2 separate regions of the Mus musculus genome follow, and region 1 is linked to region 2. The links are chromatin contacts, called in public capture Hi-C maps. All regions are on one chromosome and are shown on one strand. The core of a region is the stretch at or near the end of the contact, and the rest is flanking DNA. Distances in the headings are between cores, read along the strand shown. Region 1 holds the start of Ly6g (lymphocyte antigen 6 complex, locus G). Region 2 holds the start of Mroh4 (maestro heat-like repeat family member 4).

The links. Capture Hi-C pulls out chosen DNA fragments and counts their contacts.
Region 1: a contact with region 2 is called in a capture Hi-C map of macrophages, with 4 times the contacts expected there. The contact joins the promoter of Ly6g here to the promoter of Mroh4 in region 2. A contact is called at or near these places in 1 of 39 promoter capture datasets (pre-B cells) and 2 of 9 other capture datasets (adipose tissue and macrophages).

The regions. Positions count from the first base shown.
Region 1 is chr15:75,153,027-75,159,898 of GRCm38.p6, reverse strand. Ly6g (lymphocyte antigen 6 complex, locus G) reads right to left here and starts at 4,638. Exons shown (of 4, transcript NM_001310438.1): 1 at 4,539-4,638; 2 at 4,185-4,282; 3 at 3,089-3,205; 4 at 771-1,377. The coding sequence starts at 4,254. The coding sequence ends at 1,160.
Region 2 is chr15:74,632,224-74,638,724 of GRCm38.p6, reverse strand. Mroh4 (maestro heat-like repeat family member 4) reads left to right here and starts at 2,407. Exons shown (of 27, transcript NM_001177437.1): 1 at 2,407-2,509; 2 at 3,118-3,207; 3 at 3,822-4,083.

The sequences.
Region 1 (6,872 bases), core at 3,389-5,888, 520 kb before region 2:
ACAGGAGGCTAAGTTTCTGTGAAACTCTGCCTCAGGACTACTTCCCAGTTTCTAAACCTGTAATGTGAGTCGCTACTGGAGTAGATGTAGCAGTAGATGTTGGGTTTGGCCAACTCTAAGCCCTGGATCTGGCCCTGGGTGGTAATTGAGTTGGTCATCCCACCAGCTCTCCTGCACCCAAACTACCAAGGCCAGCTCTCCCACTTAGCCCAGGTGGGGGTCAGGGCCAGCTCTCCTGCATATCACCCACATTTCCAGGGTACTGTCCATATCCATGAGGACTCCTGTGATGTTAACCACAAAGGTTCTGGTCATCTGTGGGTCAGCAAGCCCTCAAGGCCAAAAAGAGAGCAGTGATGGATCCCAGGTTGTCAATGTGTCAAGTCAGCCCTTCCCAATGGGGGCATCAAATATAGACTAGAACTCCAGGGCAGGCAGTGTGAGGATTTTTTTCTCTCTGACCCAAGCCCTGAGCACCTGCAAGAAATAGCTTCCACCTCTAGAGAAAAAGAAAAGGCAGCTCCTACCCACAATTGATGGATCATCTCCCAGGCTTCCAAGCCACACAGAAGTGCTCTTTGGAAGTGGAGGAGCCCTTACTTTCCCCCCCAGCATCAGTCAGGAGGGAAGCCCTCCCAATCCAAGAGGTCTACCACACTAAGCTAGCTAATATGAGCTAGCTAGTGTGGCTGGCTGAAAGGCCAGAGATGTAAAACGGCAGGCAGGACTCTGTGAACTCAGTATAATATAAGAAAAACAGAGATCTTGGCTAGGAGGATGAAGTGTTTATTGGACTCAACAGGGAGACATTGAACAGCACACATAGGAACCCTGCAGGACCCCAGATACTTATGTGTGGATGGTGATGGCATAATACCTTGGAATACTGCCTCTTTCATGTGCTGCCCACATGCCTCCAGGGTCAAGAGCAGCAAGCCACAACAAAAGAACATTCCAGGAAGTACAGATTTGAAAGTCCTAGAGAGGAGTGGGGTGCCTATACAGCAGGGGTTATAAAGTGGAAACAAGGTGTTCCACACACACACACTACCCCCAACTCAGAGCTTCTATATCTCATAATTCATCGCTAGAGGACTCCAGTAAGCATTGGTTGCAAGTGAGGATAAAAGGACAAGGATGAAGGTCATTGAATGGATCATCAGAGAAAGGTCTGCAGAAGGACTGAAACCAGGCTGAACAGAAGCACCCCTGCCATGGTCCAGGAGCTGCCTCCAGTGGGAACTGCTGCATTGCAGAGGTCTTCCTTGCAACAGTAAGTCTTCACGTTGACAGCATTACCAGTGATCTCAGTATTGTCCAGAGTAGTGGGGCAGATGGGAAGGCAGAGATTGCTCTTGACTTTGCTTCTGTGAGAGTCTGCAAGATATCAGGGAGTGATTCACTTCTTATGCAGGAACAACAGAACATCCCAATGTCTGGGTCACATGCCACCTGACCTGGATGGCCCAGACTTGTCTCTAAGGTATGGTGAAGCCAGATATGGTAGCTAAGATTTCTCACCCCAGAACTTGGAAGACTGAGGAAGGAGCATTTTTATGAGTTCAATCCCAAACTGAGCTACATGAGGCTCAAATGAGACCGTGTCTCAAATAACAAACAACAACAAAAAAAATCAAAACCCTGGGCTGGTAAGGAGGCTTGGTGGATAAAGTGTTTGTGTGCACAAGCATGAGTCCCCAGTTTCCATCAGGTAGAGCACATCAAAAGATGGGCAGGCATGGAGGCCTAATTGTATCTCTGTGCTCAGGACACAAAGATGGAGATCCCCAAAGTAAGCTCACAGGCTAGACCACCTCAACCTGTAAGCTTGGGGTTCAGTGTGAGATCTTCCTCAGTAAATAAAATAGTTGTCACAGAAGATACCTGTCAACTTCTGGGCCCCATACACTGAACCTCCCCAGTGCATGACCACCACACATGTGTACACAGGTGTCCTTGTACACAGGTGGCAATGTGCTGGGGAAGCAGCTCAGTCAGTGAAGTGCTTGACACATAGAAGCCTAGAGACCCAAGTTCAATCCCCTGCAACCATGTAACCAGTCAGCCAAGCATGGGAGTGCTGGTCATGATCTCTGTGCTGGAGGGGTGGGGAATCAGGAGGTCCTGGGAACTCTCTGCTACCTCCCTCTTCTCGACCTCCAGCATGCTTGGCAAATCATGGGTCCCAATGAAAGATATTGTCTCAAAAAACAAGGTTGTAGGGACTGGAGACATGGCTCAGCAGTTACCAGCACTTGTTGCTCTTACAGAAGCCCAGGGTTTGGTCCCAGACCACACATGATGTTTACAACCATACAAAATTCCAGTACCAGGAGAATCAAGACTAATTTGCATAAAACAGTAAACAGTGCTTGAAGAACAGGGCTTAAAGATGTCATCTGAGCTTTGAACACATTACATTACATACATTCAAACATGTGCACCCACATTTATAGACACACAGAGAGAGACACAGAATAGTGTAAGATTGCCCAGTGGCACAGCAGAATAGGCAAGCAGCCTCTCAGACCCTTGCATTTCCCCAGGCAGTTATATCTAGGAGACCTACTCCAGGAGACAGGCAGGCTGTGGTCAGAAAAGGAAACTGGATAGCAGGGCAAGGATTCTCCTGTCTTGTCTATCCGAGCATATGCCTGGAATCTAGCACTTTGGAGGATCTGATATGTCCTAAGGTCTCTTAATATCAACATCCCTAAGTCATTCCTTTAGCCTATGCTCCAGATTCCTTCTTTATATGCAAAGGCTCACAGATGCTTCCAGCTCTCCTGGCCTCTCAGTGAGCCAGTAAGGCCTTAGACATAAAGTACAGGCAGGAGCATCACATGACTGCACTGGCGACATAAGGAGATGATGAACACTATGCATGCCAGTGGGCAGCCCTGCTTTATGATCTATATCCCAGCACATCCCTGGACCCCAACAGCCCCCACTTTGCAGAAGTCCCACTCCAACATCAGAGAAGCTCTACTTGGAGGGAAGGGAAACGTGGTCCACAACCAGTGTCCAGACATGACAATTTCTCAGAAGCCACCCTCAGCCATCTTTGTATAGGTAACAGGGAACTTACCCACAATAACTTCTATCTCCAGAGCAACGCAAAATCCATCAGAGAAGGGGCAGGTAGTTGTGTTGCAGGAAGTCTCAGGTGGGACCCCAATACAATTGTAGCACTCCAGCCCCTGAGCTGAGAAACAAAAGCTAATACATGAGAGCTAGGGCATGTGCTTCCTAGACCAGACCCCTCCTCTCCAATGCCTTTACTTCCACACAGCTGTTGACTTCTAGGACAGAGCAAGGACATTACTGCCCAGTCACACACACACACACACACACACACACACACACACACACATACACTGAAAACCAAAGGTGAACCAAGAGCCACTTGTGTTGAAATATGCTCAGTAATGCTCTCTCAGCTATTCAACCTGACAAGAGTCCTGGACTCCAAGATGTACCAGAGAGACAGTCAGCATATTGGGAAGATGCACATACTAAATGTCTGCTGAATAGGTGAGTGGGTGTATAAGCAGGTACTGGGGCAACCAAGTGGGGAGGGTTGTTCTGACCTATTCAAACCTACAACTTCAGAGCTGGCCCCTGGGAAATGACGCATGACAGAGCACTGAACTTCCCAGAGTCCAACTCAAAGAGGCTCACCATGAGGCTTCCCACAACACAGATGTAACTAGAAGTCTAGGGGTATCTGAGAGCTCAAACCTCTTAGAGTAAGCAAGTTCTAGCATTCAGGTCTCACATGACGTAACAAAAAGTCAAATGCCTAGAGTTAAGGATTCCTAGCCCCGTGACTTGGCAGGTGGGAAGGAAAAGAAGACTCTGCCAGTTTGAGTGCACACAGGCCAGTGGCCTGACTGGGAAGCCAGTGCAGCAGTGTAGAATCTAAGGGTTCTGGTGGCTAGGGTTGGGGCACAGGTAGTGAGGTCCAAGAGACTTTCTGGTATGTGATGATGGTTTCGCTGGCAGGGTTACAGACCCAGCACTCAGCATAGGAGGCTTCACCATCACAAGCCAATTCCTGATCCCCTTGCTCCAGGACACCTCAGTCACCACGCACACAATGGAGGTGCAGGTGTACCCACAACCCTGAGGCCCTTTTCTATCTCCATTGTACCCTCCTGCCCCTCTCCCATTTTTCATCTCACCTCTTTCTGCACACAGTAGGACCACAAGAAGGATGAGCACACAGGACTTTGCAATGTGACAAGTGTCCATCCTGGGAGAAGGGCTGCACAGATAAAACCTTGGAAGTCGAAGCTGGTTAGTAATTCACCAGTCACATCCCTTCAGTCTCACAAAGCTGAGGCATCCAATTTCCCTCCCTCCAACCCCCCCCCCCACACACACACAGCTTTCCCCAAGGAATACATGTCTGTCTACTTCTCTCACCCACCACCCACCCAGCATTTTCCTCCTAATCCCACACTCCCAACCCCAGCCCTATCCTGAGGGCTCTTCCCTTTGCCACCTAGCAGCTCCCTCCTGACACCAGTCCTTACTTCCTCTCTGACCAGGTTGCAGGCACAGTGACAAGGTCTTTCAGAAGTGGACTGAAATAAATACTTTACTTTCTCTCAGCCCCTCCCAGCTGGCATCCTGAAAAGGGAGGGGTTTCTATACCTACTTCCTCCAGGCCATCATGTTTATTGGTTAAGAGGTAGCAAGGTTTGTTGGTGACCTGGTCAAGCCAGATTTATAGCAGTTGGGGAGGGAGGACCACTCAGTTGGGGAGGAACCATGGTGCTGGAGGACAAAGAGAGCGTAGGAGCAGGGGCCACAATTGACTTGCAGGTTCCATTCAGAAAGCAAAGGAAAGAGGCAACTTGCTCAACCCCTTCCTAGTTTTTGTTTTGTTTTGCTTCATGGGTTTTTGTTGTTGTTGTTGTTGTTGTTGTTGTTGTTGTTGTTGTTGTTTTCAATTTTAGACAAAGTTTCTCTGTGTAGCTTTGGCTGTCCTAGGACTTGCTCAGTAGAACAAGCTGGCTCCAACACATAGCTATCAAAGGTGTGCTGCAGCTGCTGCTGTTTCTGTGACCTCCACTTGACTTTTTCTTGTTTCTAAATAGAAGGTATGGGTGTAGTGGCGCAGAGCCCACGACCCTCCTTTCTATAAGCAGGAAAACAACGGACAAATACTTAGAGACTGGCTCTGGTGAGCAAGCCCCCAACAAGCGTTTGCATCCACAAAGTGAGAATCCTGAGCCAAGAGCTGGCAACTGGGATGGAAGTTACTAAGCAGTGTCTGATGTGTTTGGGTGATGTATGGGGCTGTGGGTGCTGGGCAGAGGTAGAGACCTGAGCTGGAAATCATCCTGAGATGACACCACAGCAAAAGAACAGATATGCTCAGGGGACAACTGAGACCAAAAATGGACCACAGCATCAATGAAGCTAAGCACATCCACTTAAGCAGGGAAGGCTGCTTACACTCCATGGCCTCTGCCCGAGCACCACTAAAAACCCCTTCCTTCTTACCCTATAATATATCATCTAAGCAAACAGTTTGCTCCAACACCGCATAACCCAGCACAGCGGTAGGAGGAAGAGAGCAAGCAAGAAATGTTGTCTCTGTAATTCTGTCACATGCTGTGCTAGGCATTGGCTCGTGCATGAACAAGTGTATGTGTTAAAAAGAGCAGCAGACAGCAAGCCTCTGCAAACAAACATAGGGCATCTATGAAAGATCCAAGTGACAATTCATCCCAATGTCACCACCCAATGAGTTTATGAGGTTTATGAGGCTTTTTTTTTTTTTTTTTTTTTTTTACAGAGGATGGGTGAGGTCACTTACAGGACATGCATAAGCATTTTTGATCAGCTTAGTCACCACCAAGTCTCACCCCATCATAAAAGCAGTGACATAGAGTCCCTATTTCAGTAAATCCACTGTATCCTCTAAATTCTAGCATCTTATGACCACCTGTGCTTGGAGGAGAACAGGAGTCATGGCTGGAACCCCAGGTGACAGTCCTCCATTCTGAGTATAGAGAGTTCTGCCCATTATCACAGACCTGTTCCTGTTTTGCTCTTCTGACTCCATTGCCAGGGCTCCTGAGCCAACGTTGTCCATACTCCAGGATGTCAATTGGCCCATCACCTCTTTGAAGGAAAAGGCCATGTAACCACAATGCAGCTCACTGTTTCTCTAAAAGTCTTTACTAGGGGTTCTCATGAGTCCTCCAGTCTCCACCCAGCACCAATGTTGGGGAGCTAGCTTCCCTTAGTGGTGGACTCCTGCCCAAATTACTGACAGACCACTTACATTAACTCTTAAGGGAGAGGGCTACAGTGTACTTGTATAATCATAGAATTAGAGGTACCAGATGTTGCCAGATTAGTGTTAGAGAAGCCAGAAGGCTGTCTGCAGAGAGGTCTACCTGCAAGACAAAAACACACTGAGCATTCTCTTCTGCCTTCCAATTCAGCCAGAAGCCTGACTACAGTCACACTGAATAGGTCAAACCTTAGCCAAGCCCATTCCCCTCCTCAGAAAATGAATGACCTGTGTTAAGTAGCCAAGGTCACATATGTATCCCTCACAATCTTGAGTAATACAGCAAAGGTTTCATGTTACCCAAGTGTACTTCCTCCAAATGCCACTTGCCCTCCCCCATGGGCTGTGGTCTCAGAATGCAGAGGATCTGGGAGCAGGGGGTTGCAGGGATGGTGGGTATAAATGATCTGAAGACTGTGTTGGAGGACAGCCCTGTTATTGAAATAGAGGGGCTAGATTATAAAGCTTGAGTCAGGGGCTGGGGGGTGGGGAGGGATAGTTTACGAAGTGCCACATTGGGTTAGGGTGATTCGAAGTGTATCAGGCAGATTATCAGACT
Region 2 (6,501 bases), core at 1,158-3,657:
CAATAATTAGGTCTTTTGAGTAAAACATGTACATGTCTCAGGTTGTCACTACACTCTTTCAGAAGTTAGGACAGCAATAGGCTGACATGTGCTCCAGTTTGAAAGGCACAAGAAGAAAATAAAAGACCAAGGCAGGAGGGGCTAGAGGGGAAGGCATAAGTCTTTTCTAGTAAACACACCCCCCCCCCTTGTAGCTAATTCCTAGGTGCTCAAAACAAAATTAAGAAAAAATGGCTGCCCAGTGGCCCTGACCTCAAACACAACCTCCACAGACCTGAGCCTAGGTGACTCTCCATTAAAAACAGTATGGGGGGGACCCTCTGTGGTAGACAAATAAAGTTTCAAGTTTAGGGGAATCTGTGGGCTGTTGGGTGTGTGGGAAGAAGTTGAACCAGATACCCAAGCTAGCTACCCATATGCTCAATGCTACTGTGGCTCTAAGGATGTGTTAATGTCAGTTCTCAAAAGCAGGGCTCAAAGAAGGTGCAGTGACTAAACAGTCTAGGAAGGCCCTCTGTCTGTCCGGACAGGAGGAATATTCTTAACACAACCCCTCATTAAAAGGTTGCAGCCACTGTTATGGTCTCACAAGTAAAATGAGGTTCTATTTCAAGCTACTCCCCAGACCCCAGGTCTCCCGAAGTTTTGGTTAGAGTTTCTGGCTCTCCCCATCCCCTTTTGGAGAGTAGGGGAGGGGAGGTGTGCCAGAAAATACACCACAATATTTTCATGTTGGTGTGTCAGGTCAAATCCTGACTGGCATCATAGAAGTTTTACGGGAGGCAATTTGGATCTGCGATATAGGAGACTCTACTCTCCATGGAGATTTGAGACAGTTAAAAAAAAATCTCCCCCCAAATTCAACCTGGTTTCAACCAGGGCTATGGGGCCCCCAGTAACTCTTGTAAAAGTTCTGCTATAGGCCTTGCGCCCTTTGCTGCCTACTACTTTTCTTAGATGGAGATGAGAAATCATGTCTTGGGGTACAAACTGGCATGTTCCCTAAAAATCAAACTTATCTCATGCTATGTAGGCACTTGACATGTTCAACAGTTATCCCCCGAGCAGTTCCCTTGCACCACAGGAAGTAGGTTCGGAAGGAAGGTCTATATCCCTCAGGAAGGAAAGCCCAAAATGTCTCAGGGAAGGGACAGTGTGCAGTGTGCAGAGACAGCTTCAGGGGGTTTTTCTGCAGAGGAAGTAAGTCAAGAGGGCCTAAGGCAGTCATAGCAACTACCCTGGAGTTTCTCATTCAGAGGTTTTGCTGGGGACCTGAGACTAGAACCAAGCCCTAGACCCCAGCTCTTCTCAGAGAGTGGACTCTCTCTGTCTTTCTGTCTCTCTCTCTCTGGACAACAGATGGCTGTACCTCAGCCCTTCACAATGGTAGCTTGACCTGCTTCAGCAGAGTGGGGCCTGCCTCTTGTTCTCCCAGGGGTAGGTAGCTTTGCATCCAGAAAGACCCCGTCTTCCTTCCTACAAGGCTTCCACCTGCCAGCTTTTGTCTATCTCAACTCATGGAGAGTCAAACTTGTTCATCAGGATTCCTGCCAAAGTCCCCAAAGCCTAGCTGTGAACGGGCCCTGAGTTCCAGAAGCACACTCAGGGACTCAGTATCCCTCATTAAAGAAACGAAAAATAAGCAATCAAAAACCTCGCCACTGATGGGTTCTCTATCACACCTATTGAAGCAAGGTTGCTGGACAGGAGCCAGGCCTGTGCTGAAGCCAGCTCCAGATCACAGATTGATCCCGAGGCCCAGCGAGAGCAGGGCCAGGGACTACGAGGGGCTGTTTTTCTCGAAGACAGCTAACCTTTCTTCCATCAGCCTGCATAGCTGTTGTCTGTACACTGGGGTGGGGGTTACTGGTGATCTTTCAGATCTTCGAGTGGCAGTTGGCTTAGCCACACCCCTTCCAACTGTCATTCTGAGGGGCATTGCAGACCGAAGAGTAGACTAGTCCAAATGCCCTGGGGTAACCACAGTGATTATATGTCCCAAGACCACCTGGACAGTGTTCCTTCTTTGGCCATCAGGTCCTCAAGTCAGACTTGGAGGAGCAAGCCAGTAGCAGAGCTGCAGATATTACAGGGGCTCTAGGTAGGGTCCCCCCAGGCCATCTAAACCATGAAGCAGGCTCTGTCAAGCAGCTGTACATGTTCAAGCCTCCTAGGGGGACAAAGTCTATTCTTGAGACTGTCAGATGGGGCAGAGGTTTTACAAAAGGAGCCCCCCTTAGAGCTCCTCTGGGACTATTCCCAGTAGCCCTTACTGTTTTTCAGATGACACTGACACAGATAATGTGTCTTGCCCCTGTCTGATTTCCATTGCTCCTCAACTGCCCTCAGTGTCGGTTAGGATGGAATCCTCAGGGCTGAGGTTCCCTCCTGACCTCCCAAACACCCAGTGGCTGTTGGGAACTTGTCACTCAAGCCTTTGGGGGCTTCTGGTTGGATTTCTTGGGGGCACAATCCCCACTGAGCCTTGGGGATAGTAACTCAAAGACAGGTCTGTCTTTGAGGAGGCATTTTGCCTTAATTAAGCCCCAACTGGGGACTAGTCGAGATTTTGTCATCTCAGGGAACCTTTCGAGTCTGTCCCCTGCCCCCAGACAACCAGATCTCACAATGTGTGTGTGTGTGTGTGTGGGGGGGGTTTCCTTCAGAAGCTTCAATAGTAGATGGCAGGATCCTGAGTGGATATTCCCACACCCTGAAGGATGAGAAATACCCTCTCCCTCTTCTTTCTTAACCCTCTAGGTCATCTGGTTCTGTACAGCTGCCTTATTTTATACTCTTCTGCTGTCTCTCCCCAGTCGAGGGCACTCTCTGGATTGCCAGGCAACAATGAGAATCTCAATAAACTTCTCCTTAGGAATGGGGTGGGAGGCAGGGGAAGGAGGGGAGACACACCTAGTGGAAGCAGAGTCTCCTGCAAAGTCTCTTTTTCCCTCCAGGGAGCTGTTGGGAGTCCCAAGAGCGCTCCTCTACTCTTGGCTAACTCTAGCCTCCTTTCTCCCTTCCTTGAATCTTGATGCAGGCAGGGCCCAAAGTTTTCAACTTTACCCTTGGCTAGGCACAAACAGCCCCCAGTCACATTGCCTCCCTTCTTCTCAGGCTGCCCAAGGCCACCAGGCTCAAGACTTCAGGTGCTAGCAGAGCCCTGGACCAGATCCTGTCTCTCAGTTTCCAGCCCCAAAGCCAGAGGTATGGTTTTACATCTTCTGCTTGCCTTTCAAAAACCAACCAACCAACCAACCAACCAACCAACCAAACAACCAACCAAACAAACAAACAAAACCTCACGGCTTTTTAAATTTTAAGTAGCATTTTTTTTGTTGTTTTGTTTTCCTGACAGTAGTAAAATAGGCTCCTTTGCACTGTCCCCCATGAAAGTCTGGAATCACAATATATTGGGAAAGTGGATCTTAAATTAAAATTCTGGGTCTTTGTCCCTGAGCCAGACAACATCCGTGTGATCAGTCGACATTTTGGGAGCAGGTTTCCAGCACTGCCCACCGAGTGTCTCTCTTTGACCCTGTGGCTATTTAAGACCTAGGAAGAATCGGTGAACAGTGATTTTTTGGGCATTTCTACTTTTTAATCCTTGGACTAAATTCCTGAAAGTGGGAGTCTAGGACAAGCAGACCATGATGCCCCAGGATAAGAGAGTCTTTGACAGCAAATGACCTACACAGGTGCAAGTTGACCAGTGGGGTTCTCTGGGGCTCTTGGTGACAACTGTCATCTGTGTTATCACCCAAGCAGTGTGCATGTGTGAGTAACAGGTCTTTTCCATGTTTTTCTGTTTCTTTGAGTAGCCTGGAGGTCACCTCTGCACTGCCTTTCAGCACACAGAAGTCTTTCTTCATCTACCAAAGACTGCTTCGCTGCAGCAGCTGCAGAGTGCACTGATATCCTGGTGGCCCTCAGAAGTTCACTGCGTGCCCAGCACTAACCCAGAGCCAGAGAGTAAAGAGAAAGCTGGAGAGCTCAGGTGGGAGAGGCCGCAGCACCAAGGGATGGAAAGGTGACAACGAAGGATCGAGGGGCGTGTAGGCAGTCAAGACAGAAACATTCCAGGTAATAAGACAGTTTATACCAAGCCAGTGATGGGACCCTCGTGCCTCCTTTCAAAGAACTAAAGAGGGTCGTGGCTTCCTGGAGACTGATGGGACTGTGGCTGACCACAAGAGACTTGGCAAGGAGCTGTGGCTGAGTGAACCAGGTTGCAGAAGCTGTGCAGGTTCTCTGGGGGTCTGTGGGGTTGAGGATTAGAGGGTTGAGAGAGAGAGAGGAGTTGAGAATCCCTGGACACACAGAAGGATCTGAAAAGCTGGTCTCTAGGTTCCTTGGGTAGCCCAGCTAGGTGCAAGCTGATTGGATTAGGTTGGAGAGGAAAAAGAGTTTGCATGGGAGAAGCTAGCACAAGCAAGGAGCAGGAGGGGGGAGGGTGGGTAGAAGAGATAGCAGTGTCTCCTCTATTCTCTGCAAGCCTCTTGTTATAGACCTATCTGCCATCTGTAGCCATACTTGACCCCCCTTTGCCCTCAGTGGCCCCCTCACCTTGGGTCACTGTCCGACCCTTACTTTAGTCTCCGTGTCTTGTCCCATGTCCTCCATGCAGCCTTCTAGTCCCCTGTTCCCCTCCACTTCTATCTACCCCAGGCTCGGGGACAGTCACTTAAAAATGGCTTTTGTGGCTTCCATGAAAAAATTGTAAAGGTCTAGTTTGCAAAAGAGAGAGGTTCAACATCCCTGGACCCTTTTCAAGGCCTGAGGGCAACCCTCTGCTCTAGTTTGATGGGCAGAACTACTAAGAGTTCTAGGTGATGGAAAGAATTCAAGACAGAACAGCCTAAAGTTTCTAAGGCCAGATGTGGCATGGCCAGACAATGACATGGCCACTGTGGCTTGGAAATCCAGAGTCAGCTCTGGCTGGGGTGAACAATAGCTTAAAGCAGATGGGAGGGGCTCTAGCTGGGGTTGTAGCGGGGCCAGACAGTTGGGTTATCAGGGGGAACCTTGAGGCCCCAGATGGGCAACAGACTTCAAAATGGGGTAGTGTTAAGGCCACCAACACTGGGCCACACTCAGCCCCTGGCGCTGAGCAGGATGGGGCACAAAATGGCAAATGGGTCAGAGTGTCACCAGAGGTTCTCCCCTCAGCTAGAAGGCAGGCCCTCATGCTCTTCCCCACTCATAGCCATGCTTGCGCAGCCGATCACTCTCTAGCTCTCACCTATAGTCAGTCAACACAGCATCTGTTCCTTCATGGTACCATGAGTGCACACAGTGCCAGGCCCATGGAGCATATAGGTCTGAAGGTAAACAGAGCTTTCTTTTCAGGAGAGGTAGGTGCTCAGTGGCCTCTCCGACCCCCACCCCATGCCACAGGGTTAGCGAAGAAGCCATGAGAAGCCTTAGGACAGAGGTGTTAAAGAAGCCCCAGCCAGGCTGGAGCCAGCAGAGCTTGCAAAGAACTGCAGATAGGTGGTGGATGGGTGGAGGAGAGTGCTCAGAACAGGGAGCCTCAGGATGTGAGGGAGTAGGCTGGGTGCTAAGAGCTTGACTAATACTTGACAGAAGCAAAAGAGGGGATTTTGGCTCACAGCTTCAGAGGTCTCAGTCTGCCAGAGTGAGGAAAGCATGGCAGAGAGGAACAGCTTGAGGACAGGACACTGTAGGATGCTGGCACCCACATCCTTTCTCCTTCCCTCCCTTCATTTCATCTGGGAGGCCGGCCTATGGAATGATGCCACCCAACATTTGGGTCAGGTCTTCTCCTCTTGACTGATCTGTTTTGGAAGCACCCTCACAGACATACCTAGAGGTGTACTTGGCCAATCTCCCAAGTTCTTCAAAATCCATTTAACAAAAAAAGTGGGGTAGGGAGCCTGGCATGAATGCTTTACAATAGAGTTGCAAGACCAGGGGGAAATGCCAGAGAGTGGCCCTCAGAATACTTGGGAGGTTCCCAAACTGAGCAGGGATGTGGATAGACAGCAGTGAGGTGAGCTAAATGGGGAACTGGCTAGCTTGCTGCCTAGGGTCTGGTGTACACCCCAACTTGGCAAGGCTGGACAGATGGGACATTTGCTCAGAGTACTGAGATGTCCCAAGTATGGGGTGAATCTGTAGCCAATACCTGCAACCAGACACTCTAGACTATGGGTCTTAAGGCAGCCTTGGTGACACATAGAGTCCCCAGATCCCTGCACCATAAGGTACATTTATTTTAACAAGGAGAACATCTGAAGCCTATGTGTGGGTAGGATGGCTGGTTCACAGAGAAGGATCCAAGTTCTGGGGATGCCTGAAGAAAGGATTGTCAGGATAAAGGCTGCAGAGTGGGATCGGAGACCCCACCACACCCATGTTAAGTAGATGTCTTAAAGCTGTCTTAGTCACTGTTCTATTGCTGTGAAGAGACACCATGACCAAGGCAACTCATTTGACTAGGGGTTGGCTTACAGTTTCAGAAGTTTAGTCCATTATCAT